4 separate regions of the Mus musculus genome follow, and all the other regions are linked to region 1. The links are chromatin contacts, called in public promoter capture Hi-C maps. All regions are on one chromosome and are shown on one strand. The core of a region is the stretch at or near the end of the contact, and the rest is flanking DNA. Distances in the headings are between cores, read along the strand shown.

Region 1 (2,723 bases), core at 223-2,722:
TATTCCAAACCTTAAAATCCTCTCGAAATGACCACATAAAATTGTTTATTTTAAAATCTTAAACTTTCAGGAACCATTCAGGTTCAGGAAAGGTTATTTGGAAACTGATGTAGGGGAATTTGGGTCTCTTGATTACTTTTCTGATCCTGCCTGATTGCATTTAAACAGACCCCAGAGAAGGGGCAAAGAGTTCAGACCAAAGATCTAGCCAGGTTGTAGTCACCAGCATTTGATGACAGTCACCAGAAAATTGACGGGCAACTTGTTTCTTTTTTTTTAATATTCATTTATTTTATTTATATGAGTACACTGTAGCTGTCTTCAGACACACCAGAAGAGGGCATCAGATCCTATTACAGATGGTTGTAAGCCACCATGTGATTGCTGGGAATTGAACTCAGGACCTCTGGAAGAGCAGCCAGTGCTCTTAACCACTGAGCCATCTCTCCAGCCCCGGCAACTGGTTTCTATAACCCAGGCTCTAGGCCCTACATGGCTACTGACCCTGTCCTTACTAAGGCAGACTTCAGTCTCAGGGTGGAGTATGAAGAAAACATCAGTTGGTATCCAGCAGGCAGCTCTGAGTGCTGGCAGTGTGACTTGGGAGAAGAGAGTTCAGAGCTTCCATTGGTGGACACCCTGATGAAGCCATCCTTGAGAAGCATTGGTCCAACTGGACCTGCAGCCTCACTTCTGTTCCCTTCTATGGTTTAGAGGCATGTCTAACAACATGATATAAGCTTCCTCTTTCTGAAGAATCTGAAGAGGAAATCCACTAGTGAGTTCAAATTCTCTTAGAGCATGGCCAGGAGGCCGGGGGGTGGGGGGCGGTTAGGGAAGGACAAGAGCCATTAGAGTTTAACTTTCTGGCAGTCCTAGTGGTACCTGCATATAATCCCTTCACAGGAGATTTCCACCAGAGTTCAGGACTTAAGGGAAGTGGAGGCCACATAGAAGACATTACCTGTTAAAACCAGTTCCTAAAAATACACATCTCTGATTTACACCTTCAGTTTGGTTATCACTGCTGTGTAAAGTGTTAGGCTTTTGGTCCACCCTCTGGGGTTATGAAGGAACAGCAAAGTCAGGCAGATGTTAAGAGATATTTCCCCCCCAAATCCCACAGCTATGATGGAGGAAGATGAGTCAAATGTTAATTGTTTATAGTCTAGACTTTCCAGACTCCCTCACTAGCCTCCTGTCACCTCCAGCCACCAACTGGGAAAACAGTCAGTCCTTCTGGCCTGGCTCACTCTACCCAACGTTTGCGTTCCCTTTGCTTTGCAATTTTCCCCACTCAACACACTCTTGTGACCTACAGGTTTGGAAGGAGGGAAAGGGGAAGTCATCCCAGGACTTGGCCCAGTGCATTGAGTGTCAGCTTCCAGCACTGAGAGATGAGGGTTTAGCCCTCAGGCTAGCTATAATTAGCCAAGTGCGGGCACTGCTAGGATCCGTACACAGCAGTCCTAAGCAGACTGGGAACTCAAGAGAGGGCAAGCAGAAGCCCGGTGTCTCCTGCCTGGGATTAAAAGAAAACGAGTGGAAAGCGGGGCTTTGTCCTGAGCCAGATGGCTACAGGCGTTTGTGGTTCTGTTGCACTTGGTGAACCCTATGGTTAGTTAGCGCCATATAGCCCAAAGTTAGTGTGTCACCGGACGGAGTGAGGGACTGACAGCTGAATTGAAGACAGTTCTGTTTTCCTGAGTGCTGCTCAGGTATACTTCTCTCATGCCTGGGCACCTGCGGCAACCTCACAAGCGTCTGGAAGATGGCAAGCCTTTCCTCAGACTTGGAGCATGTCTCCCTTCCTATCGAGAAGGACAGTCTTGAACTACCTGTGCCTGCCGGAAGAACCTTCTCCCGGTCTCCCTCTTCCGATGAGGATCCCGGCTTGTTTTCCTTTTCTCTGGCAGAGCCTGACCCACCTAGCCCCTTCGTTTCAGGAAACCTTCCCTTTCTAGCTTCATCTCCGGAGAAAGGGAAGAAGCAGGATGACAGCGACGACTCAGCGGAGCCTGAGATGCTGTGCAGCGTGGAGCACCCCTGCCAGTTCTTCGCTGAAGCGCAGAGACTGCGGGAGCAGAAGCTGCTGCTGGATGAAGAGGTGTCTGTGGGGGGACAGGTATATGGGGTGCATCGGGTGATCTTGGCTGCAATTAGCAGCCTCTTCCGAGGCAGGCTGCTGAGCGGTGGGGGTCAGCAGCCCAGTTTCAGCCTTGATGTGACCCCGAGGGGCTGGGAGGCTGCGCTGACCTTTGCCTACGAGGGGGTGCTGGGCCCCGCCTCACAGGACGAAGTGCTGGCTGCTGCAGAGGCGCTGGGAGCACCCCGGGTGAAGAAGGCGGCCCAGCTGAAGCCAGAAGGACTTGGTAAAGCCAGGGGAAATGAAAAGAAGCTCAGCCAGGCAGAGGAGCTGAGGGAGAATCTGCACAGCATTGAGCGTCTGTATCGAGAGGGCATCGGGTGCGACTTGGAGCTGGAGGCAGAGGGCTACCGCCTGCGGGGTGAGAGTCTGTGAGACAACTGCCAAAAATGCATGTTTTGCTTGTTTTGCGGTGGTAGGGATGGAACCTAAGGCCTTAATTCCACTCTACCATGGATCCACACCCCCTAGCCTTGCGAAATAGTTTTGTATTATTGCTTCAGCAAGAATGTCCTTTTTGGTGCTTCTCCAGAGCCACCAAGAAATGCACATGCGCAGTTGAATTGTTTTCCTAGAC
Region 2 (3,129 bases), core at 102-2,601, 140 kb before region 1:
TAGGTTTATTCTGCATGTCTCACAAGCTCAAGCACTTACCATTCACCTTAGAGGAAGAAGCGCTGTGAACTGAGTTAACAATGTGTTTGACCTCCTGGCTATCCACTCTGGACTCAGGCTGTTCAGATTTTCTTCACTCAGTGCGGTCTTTGTCCTCCTTTAGGTTTTGAGGTGAATGTTTAAGACAAACAACATTGCTTCAAAATATTTGCGAAAATAATCCATTTGGTGCAATTAAAACCTGGAATTTCCTTACAAAATTTAACCAGGGATGCTTGGAATCTTAAAAGCATATTGTAGTGCTAAAATCTCTTTTGAGTTCCAACATTTATAGTAGTGAAACTAAGATTAGGAAATTAGCAAGAGGGCTGGAGATATGGCTCAGAGGTTAAGAGCACTGACTGCTCTTCCAGAGGTGCTGAGTTCAATTCCCAGCAATCACATGGTGGCTCACAACCATCTGTAATGGGATCTGGTGCCCTCTTCTAGTGTGTCTGAAGACAGTGACAGTGTACTTACATATATAAGATAAAATAAATAAATCTTGAGAAAAAAAAGAAATTAGCAAGAAATAATTCATTCATAAATAACACTTTATTACGATCTCTTTCTTGCTGGGCAGTGGTAGCACACACCTTTAATCCCAGCATTTGGGAGGCAGAGGCAGGCAGATCTCTGAGTTTGAGGCCAGCCTGGTCTACAGAGTGAGTTCCAGGACAGCCAGGGCCACACAGAGAAACCCTATCTTGAAAAAACAAAAACAAAAACAAAAACAAAACCTCTTTTTTTTTCCTCGTATGCAATCTATATTTCCACTGAATAAAATGGTGAGATAAGGAAAAGATGGAGACATAGGGCTGGTAAGATGGCTCAGCACGCCTGAGGAGCTCATTTCAATTCCTGGAATCTACATGACAGAAAACGAGAAGCAACTCCCGAAAGTCATCCTCTGACCTCTACATGTCACCGTGGAGCACATGCCCCCATACACAATTAAAATGCAATAATAATTAAAACTATGAGGTTGACAGAGTTCAGCGTTCTGACTTCTCCACCCACGCAAATGCCCACGGCCCTCACTGGTTTTCTGCTCAGTACCAGCAGCGCTTTTGTCAACAATTTAAAGTTCTGCTAGGCTTTTCTTCATGGTTTTGCTTTTCTTTCCTCAAGAAGAGCATGGCTGACCAGTGAGAAACCCCCACATTGCCAATTTACTCAAGTGGCAGAGGCAAGGCCAATCAGAAGAGTGAGTTTCCTTGATGAAAGAAGGTGGGGGAAGGCTGCACAGTGGGAACACTGTGACCCTAGAAGAGGGTACAAAAGTGACAGTGCCTGGCCCTGCCATTCCACAGAGCGCCCGTAGAGGAGCACTTTTGTTCTACAAAGAAGTGGAGAGGAGACGATGGCAAGAGTCTGGTGAAGAGTTTTAGCTTCCTCCTCCTGTGCCCCTTGGACATCCCTCTTCTGTGAGTCAGTCGAGGCTCTCTGGTGTTTAAGATAACTTGATAATGATTTCTTTCCCTGTTACCTAGACACTCCCAGGTTTGAAACGTACAGAAACTGTAATGCGATAGATTTGTTGAAGGCCACTTTGTTGCTGAGTTCTCACTCGGTGAGTGGGTACACCTGGACTCCATTGATCATGTGTGTGTCGATTTGCTCACTCTTGCTCAAGATGCCCCAGATGCTCTGTGTTCTCACTGCAGAGTTTTGAGCTGAACTCTCTGGTTCTCACAGGGTGATATTGATGGAGGTATGAAAAAATTATGTGGAGGAAGGTATATGTTCACGTAGAAGGACCACTCAACACCACCAGTTTGAAATACAACTTCTTTTCCTCCCTCTGTACCTCTGTGTTTAACTTTCCTAGTCGCTCCATTTTCCACTGTGTGCCCCCATCTTCTGACTCTCTCTATAAATTTCTGTGGCCTTTCCTAATGGATATGATAAAAATCCAAATAAGCAATTAGCCACAACTGTATTCCTACTTATCTTACACATGGGCTAGAGTTTCTTGGTTGCTATAGTTGCCATGAGGGAAGTGAGAAGATGCTAATAATAAAAAGTAAACAGAACTTCTATAATTTGGCTGTTCCAATGTTGGAAATATATAGGAAGTCTTTGTCATAGCTTATGGTAAGACGTGTACAACTTCTTATACTACTATCTGTGTTACTGTTTTAAGATTTAAATTCACTTCAACAATGTACTTATGAGCTGCTCAGATTCACTCTCTCTTCCTAACTCAGAATGATTTATTCTCACTGAAGACTCGTATCTCTGCTGTCAAGTTCTAAGTAAAGCGATCCACCCTTTCTCTGAAACAATAGATAACAATGGGTACAATTGAGGTAGGAAGCCACGTGCAAATTCTGTCTCAGAAGCCTACTTCAAGTAGAGAGAAGGTCCTTGCTTTCCACTGAGAGAAAGATCTTGGAGAATTAATGAAAAACAGTCCTATTTGGGATAGGAATACACAAGACAACTGGGTCTAGAAGTTCTCTACAAAAGACTGGTCTCTAAACTGGTTTGTAGACTAGGCTTTGTTGCTTATTTTAGCAAATTGGAATCGTCTAATGGATAGATGTTGTCACTCCTCAGTTTCCTATAGAAAGATCTTTAAAATGTATCACAATTAACCAGGAAGGTTTCATGACAGACATCACTAAGATGCATGCAATATTTTCCTTTAAAATTATCTTGTATCTTATGTCATCGGCTTAGTGTTGAATTGATAAGCAAAGACATTTGCTCATAAACTTATAAAGACCTATACATAGAAACAGCAGACTATGGGGTGAAGAGATGTAGAGAAATCCAAATAATACAATAACTGAATTCTCTACTGTTGAGGTCAGCATAGCTATAAATAGTGATGTGAACTGGAGTGAGTTTGGGGGGTGGGGATACAATTAAAACAGGAACGATAAAGATTACCTCAGGGGCGGAAGGAATCACCAAGGAAAACAGTAGACAGGAGATGAAGGACTTTGGAAAAGAGTGGTGTGATGTGGCAAAACACAGAGAAGGGCCTTAAAATAGACATTGCAGTTGGCATTGAAGCAGAAATAGAGTCAGCCAAGGAGCCAGCTCAGTGTATGTCTAATGCACCGCTGCTGGCCTTCCTTG
Region 3 (3,022 bases), core at 488-2,987, 230 kb before region 1:
GGAGCTCCATCATAACCCATGCACTCTTTTTTTTTAAGCTCCGTTTTGATAGCGTAGGCATCTTAATTCTTCCAACACCTTCCCTTTTCTGTGGGAACAGAAGGCAAAGTGGAATAAACTGTAAGAGAACCTGTATCAAACAGAAGAAAAGGCCTAGCCTCACACAATCTTATCTAAGTGCACAGGCACTAGTTGGTAGGGAGGGTCTTCCTTCTTTGGGTGTTCACAGGCCACAATGAAGAACTTGTATTGCTTATCACTACTATAGCGGCAGTTAGGATAGGCTCCTCCAGTGTGTGAGCAGTCAGTCATCTTGACAGGTTCTGCGCTCTCGTGGCAGTTCTTCCGACCGTTCTTGCAGGTGATATTGTGCAAACTGCAGGTAGCAGCCACATTCTGGAAAGATTCATGCAGAAAGGTGTTTATCTGTTTACAGTGTTGGGTATAATTGTTGACACCGCGCATGGCTGTGTTGCATGGTTGACGACTTGTCTGTACGTGCTGAATTTCAAACCAGTGTGCCCTGGAGAGACCCTTAGGCTGAGAGCAAAGTAGATACATCGGCTCCCACAGCTCAAGCAGCAATAGGAGAGGAAGGTACCTGGGAAGGTCTACCACCATGTTTTCTGTGTAGGGAAAAGGAAGATTGTGGTGATAGAAGAAGCAATAAGAGCAAACGTATCTATCACAACTAGCTTGATTTTTCCCCCTTCCTTTTATGATTTCATAGCTCCTAAAAAATGAAGTAAGCTAGTCTCATATTCAAATTCTATGAAAAATTTGAAATCCAATAAGGAGGTCAGAGACGAGTAGGCTGGCCTGATTGTCACCTCTCATCCTCTTTGACCTAAATTCATACATGAATGCTTCCTGTTGGGATCACAGCACAAATGCCCGTGCATCCACAGATCTTCAGAGAAACCAGAAATGTTAAGCACACAAGATTGTCTTTCCAGTGGGAAAGAGGAAAACCCCCGACCTTCCATCCAGAAAGCTGACAACTGGAAGTGGTTAACATTCTGGTGACCTGTGTTATCGGTTGGGCCAGCTATATGAAGCTCCTGCAACCAGGACTGAAGGTTGCTCTTAATATAAATGACTCTTACAGTCAGAGGCTCCCCCAAGGTTCCATAACAAGGACCAGAATTGACTAATGACCCAAATGACCTCTATGCTCTCTGTATGCCTGAAACCAGGCCAGACCTTTAAGCCCTTAAGCTAGTACAGGTAGCTTATCTTTAGAACCTATTTCTTTGAAGAAATGACACTACCCTGAGTTGAGTTTCAATGTTACTACAGTTCCTTGTGCATCAGAGATTGAATTATGCCAGGAAACTTTTTTTTCCAAATTATACTGGGTTTAAATACACTGGGAATAAACCGCCTGTTATTAGACTCTCAGAAGTCCGATCCAGTCAATTTGTACCCAATCTTCACTCTTATCTCTTCGTGGGGTTCCCTTCCCTGTATGATACCTGCAGTAACACCCCCCATCCTCCCGCTGCAGCTTCCACCTGTCATCCCTTGGTCCATGTTTATCTTCCCTCTCCAGTTGGCATTTCCCAGACAACTCCGCTGCCTGGCCAGGGGCCTGAAGCACCTCTCTTACCTGCTGGTTGTGCTGGGCTCCTATGGTGAACAGGGCCAGATGATCCGTCCCAGGCTCAGAATATTTTGTTTGTTTCTCTTCTTCAAGCCGGTCACAGCTGCCTAGGTGGGGCACAGGAAGGCTTATTTTTAAGCCTATGAAAGAGAAACCTTAGATTTTGCAGAAGTACAGTGGGGTAAGACTCTCCACCTCCTAGTGAGCTCTTTAACAGTTCCAATGTCAGCGAAGAGGAAGAACAAACTCAACTCAAAAACCAAGTAGCCTCAAAGCTCAGAGGTTTAAGGACCTGATCACTTGCTGTGGGCTTAGCACTTCCTTTTTCACTGTAGCTTCCGTTTTTGAAGCCCTATGATTTTAGGTTTTTTTAACAAAAAAAAAAAAAAAATATATATATATATATATATAGCTGGTGCTTTTGGCCTCTTTGGGCACCTGCAATTACATTCATATAGTTCCTTTACCCCATACGCATCTTTAAAAATAGCTTTAAAAAAAAAACAACAACAAAAAAAACTTTTAATTGATTTTTTGAGAATTTCACATCATGCACCCAATCCCTCTCGTCACTCATCCCTCCGTATCCGCACTCCACCTTTGCACCTTCCCCACGGAAAGAAAACAAACATCTCACAGAGTGTATAACAGTATGTGCCACAGTAGACCCTTTTGTCCAAACATCTTTACTTGCAGATGTTCATTGCAGTGAGTCTTTGGTCTGGTTTGGGGACTCTGGCTTCTGCTAAACTATCAATACTGGATCCTCACTGGGACTCCTCTGGGATATCCTGTTATTGCCATGAGTCCTGGAGATCTTGCAGCTATGGTTCTGGAGGACCTGCCCCTTCATGTGCTCTGCCATAGATAGGGTAGATGTAAGGGTGGGCAAACTCAAAGCCCTGGATCTGGGCCTGGGTAGTAGCTGAGTTGGTGAGCCTAATAGCTCTCCTTTGCTCACACCAACTTGGCCAGATCTACTGTACTGCCCAGGCAAGGTTTAGGGTGCTCTCCAAATGCTACAGCTGGCAAGGGGTGGGGCCAGCTCTCCTATCTGCTTCAGGTGGCTAGCAGTCGGGGGAGGGGAGGCATCTCTCCCACGCCCACACCAACAGATGGCCCCTGAGGACAGCCAGTGTTTCTGCACTCATACCCTTGGGGCCCAGGTCACCCACAATCCTTAAAACCAGGGCCAGTTCTACTGTGCTTCTCCATATGGTGGGGGAGGGAGCTGATTTGAGCTGCAGCTGATGAAGGCCTGAGCCCTCTCCCACACTGCCCAAGTGAGGGATAGGATCAGCTTAGCATAGCCTAGTCCCAGGTGGCAGTCTAGACCAGAGACAGCCACACAGCCTTTGGTGATATCATGGGCCACAGACATCAACACAGACCCCTCCTTCTGCAGGGCCATGAACCCAG
Region 4 (2,735 bases), core at 18-2,517, 200 kb before region 1:
ATACTCTCCCTACTTTGTGTATCTTCATAACAGTCCAACTGGACTAGAACACCCTGTGCCTGGTCTTCCTCCTGTCTTTCCTCCTTTCTCCCCTCAACCTAGCATCTTTTGATCTTGGTTCATGTTCCTCTTTGTTTTTAAGGAGCGTCCATAACTTTTTCTTTTTTCTTCCTTCTTTTTTTTTTTTAGGAAAGAATTGAGTAGGAAATACTGCTGAAAGTACTTCCTGATTCCGGGTTTTCCTTTTTTTTTTTTTTTTTTTTTTTTCTTTTCTTTTCTTTCCTTTTTCTTTTTGGAGACAGGCTTTCTCTGGGTAGCCCTGGCTGTCCTGGAACTCACTTTATAGACCAGACTGGCCTTGAACTCAGAGATCTGCCTGCCTCTACCACCCCAGTGCTGAAATTAAAGGTGTGGACCACCACCACCAGACTCGGGGTTTTCCTTATTATTCCTGCCAAGCCAAGCTTGTTATGGAGGAAACACGACAGATCACATGCCCTTCTGCAAATGGCTTCCTAAGCCTTTGGGGGCTTTTAATCACAATTGAAGAAACCCTCCTATATCTCCATCTCCTTGATCGAAATCCCATTAATTGCTTCCCAGATACAAACCACACCAAATAATCCTGTTTTCATTTTAAATTTTAACTCTTACTCGTTTTCTTTTTAATGTGCAAGTTTGAGTCCAGAAAGCGTAAGGGGTGTTAGTCAGTTTCACTAAAATAGATGAACTGCTAGAAAGAGCACAGAGGAAAAGAAGCAGAGAGTTGAACACCCACAAGGAAGAATCTTACCAAAGCTGGCCAGCTTTCCTCCGACTGGGAATGTGTCCAGCTGCGTGCTCCTGGAGACAGGGTCCTGCGGTGTGAAGCTAGAGGCTCCTCACAGGCTGGTAATATACAGTGCTCATGTGACGGGGTGGGGAGAACCTATCTAAGGATCTTTACTTTGGCAGCGACTTGTAAACCAAGGCCACTAATCATGGGCAAACAAGGAGTCATTCACCTTTCCCCTGAGCATGCCTGGGTCAAATATTAACCACCTGGTGGACCACACATCTCTTTCAGCAATGATAATGTTTGCTAAGCACGGCCTTTTGTTCCTAAGCTGCCTCTTTCCTTATGTGTATGGTCCTTATCCTTGCTCAGGGTAGGACTGAAGTTTCACTGTGCATATGCCATAGATCCAAAAACATATTATCCCTGACGTTCAGGCCAACTTCAGGAACTACTTTGAAAGAAGTCTAAAGGAAGGAGTGAGGCAACTGTGCCCCCACCTCTCCAACCCCCAGAAATACACACAGCACTTCCTGGGCTCCTCCTCCCTCTGTCCATCCTCTGGAGAAAAAAGAATATATATTTATGGCTACTCAGCTTCCTGTTCTTTAAAGCACAGTTGCAAAACCAGCTGTCTACATCTAAGCATTATGGGAACCAAGTACAGAAGAAATTATGCATGTCTGCTCTGCTTATGAGGTAACTCTAAGATCGAAGAGTAGACAAGCCACGGGGTCAGACTTCTAAAACCCAGAAAGTACACAGTGAGGTAGTGAAGAAATCTACTAGAATTGTTCTAACAGATTCATCTTCAAGGCTGGACAGATCGCTCAGTGGTTGCAGGCACTTACTCAGGTTCAGTTCTCAGACCCACATGGCAGTTCCCAACCATATGTAGTGATGCCTTCATCTGGTCTCCCTGGGCATTGCATATGTGTGGTACACAGACATACATGCAGATAAATAAATACATACAATTTTAAAAGTTGCCATACATTTATCTTGTATATAGGGCAAAGTTGCAATATTTTAGCTCCTTGTCAATTTCTAGATTTTGCTCCATCATTGTGTAGATATTTATGTGTGATTTAAGCTGTACTAATTTCTAAAAGCAAAAATAGGGATGGGAGACCTACAGGTTGTCAGCGGAGTAGAGGTGGAGGCAGGGGCAAAGCATCTCTCACTGTGTGGAAGCGTGCTGGGGATGTCTGAGGTGAGTCTGGGCACAAAAAAAAAAAAAAAAAAAAAAAAACGAGAGCATCAGCTGACTCGCCGTAGCAGGAGGAAGAATTCAGCACTCCAGCATCTTCAGACTCCCTCAGCAAGGCTGGTCCTCTGTGTGGCAGGAACAGGGAACCCTCAGAAAGCAGCAAAAATGCAAGCAGGCAGCTTTGGGGCGCTGACTTGCAGACATGTTCACACCCGGACTTGGGAACACTTGGGGAAGACTGCACTGGTATAAAGGACCCACAGTACGGTCGGGATGGATCTGGATTCACTTCCGTTGGTGTAACTGAAGAAATGGGCTGCCAACATTCCTTTAAGTTAGTTAATCTCAGTGTCTCTCCATTGGGTGGATCCTTTCCAGAGAAGAATTTTTACTTACTCATTTCTATATTCTCAGTGACTGACACATAAGTCCTCATCAACTGATCTAGAGCCTCTAACCACGAAAAACATTCTGGGCTTCTCTTTAAAGGTTCAGAGATGCAAGATTTGGTAGCAGTTATTAAATAAACTTGATTGCTAAGCCGAGCAATCTCTGGCTGTGGGAGCTGGAAGATGCTTCCCCTGGGGTCTGATGAGGTCATTGGAGGTGTTGCAATGAACCTGGGAGTGTTCTACACTTGCCTGCAAAAAGTTCTGAAATCAGTTAGTTTGCCTTCACCAATGAGCTTTTGTTCCTGACCACAGAGCAGACTCTAAGAGTGTAAAGTCTTTTAAAAAGCAAACCCCTAAT

Evidence for each region. Promoter capture Hi-C pulls out the DNA fragments that hold promoters and counts their contacts. Capture Hi-C pulls out chosen DNA fragments and counts their contacts.
Region 2: a promoter capture Hi-C map of the HPC-7 cell line shows a contact between it and region 1. The contact joins the promoter of Rnase9 here to the promoter of Klhl33 in region 1. A contact is called at or near these places in 13 of 39 promoter capture datasets (3T3-L1-derived adipocytes, the C10 cell line, the HPC-7 cell line and 8 more), 3 of 484 Hi-C or Micro-C datasets (embryonic stem cells and palatal mesenchyme), 1 of 115 datasets of contacts at active chromatin or transcription factors (forebrain) and 4 of 9 other capture datasets (adipose tissue, liver, macrophages and 1 more).
Region 3: a contact with region 1 is called in a promoter capture Hi-C map of liver. The contact joins the promoter of Rnase6 here to the promoter of Klhl33 in region 1. A contact is called at or near these places in 3 of 39 promoter capture datasets (the C10 cell line, the HPC-7 cell line and cranial neural crest) and 1 of 9 other capture datasets (liver).
Region 4: a promoter capture Hi-C map of liver shows a contact between it and region 1. The contact joins the promoter of Rnase4 here to the promoter of Klhl33 in region 1. A contact is called at or near these places in 15 of 39 promoter capture datasets (the 3T3-L1 cell line, 3T3-L1-derived adipocytes, the C10 cell line and 8 more), 6 of 484 Hi-C or Micro-C datasets (embryonic stem cells, liver, muscle stem cells and 1 more), 9 of 115 datasets of contacts at active chromatin or transcription factors (the 230-238 cell line, embryonic stem cells, fibro-adipogenic progenitors and 2 more) and 5 of 9 other capture datasets (adipose tissue, embryonic stem cells, liver and 2 more).

What each region holds. Positions count from the first base shown.
Region 1 is chr14:50,896,232-50,898,954 of GRCm38.p6, reverse strand. Klhl33 (kelch-like 33) reads left to right here and starts at 1,472. Exons shown (of 4, transcript NM_001370764.1): 1 at 1,472-2,507. The coding sequence starts at 1,772.
Region 2 is chr14:51,040,089-51,043,217 of GRCm38.p6, reverse strand. Rnase9 (ribonuclease, RNase A family, 9 (non-active)) reads left to right here and starts at 1,351. Exons shown (of 2, transcript NM_183032.2): 1 at 1,351-1,466.
Region 3 is chr14:51,127,752-51,130,773 of GRCm38.p6, reverse strand. It overlaps Rnase6 (ribonuclease, RNase A family, 6), which reads right to left and starts at 1,737. Exons shown (of 2, transcript NM_030098.3): 1 at 1,610-1,737; 2 at 1-626. The coding sequence starts at 621. The coding sequence ends at 160.
Region 4 is chr14:51,094,532-51,097,266 of GRCm38.p6, reverse strand. Rnase4 (ribonuclease, RNase A family 4) reads right to left here and starts at 1,267. Exons shown (of 2, transcript NM_201239.3): 1 at 794-1,267. It overlaps Ang (angiogenin, ribonuclease, RNase A family, 5), which reads right to left and starts at 1,267. Exons shown (of 2, transcript NM_007447.3): 1 at 794-1,267.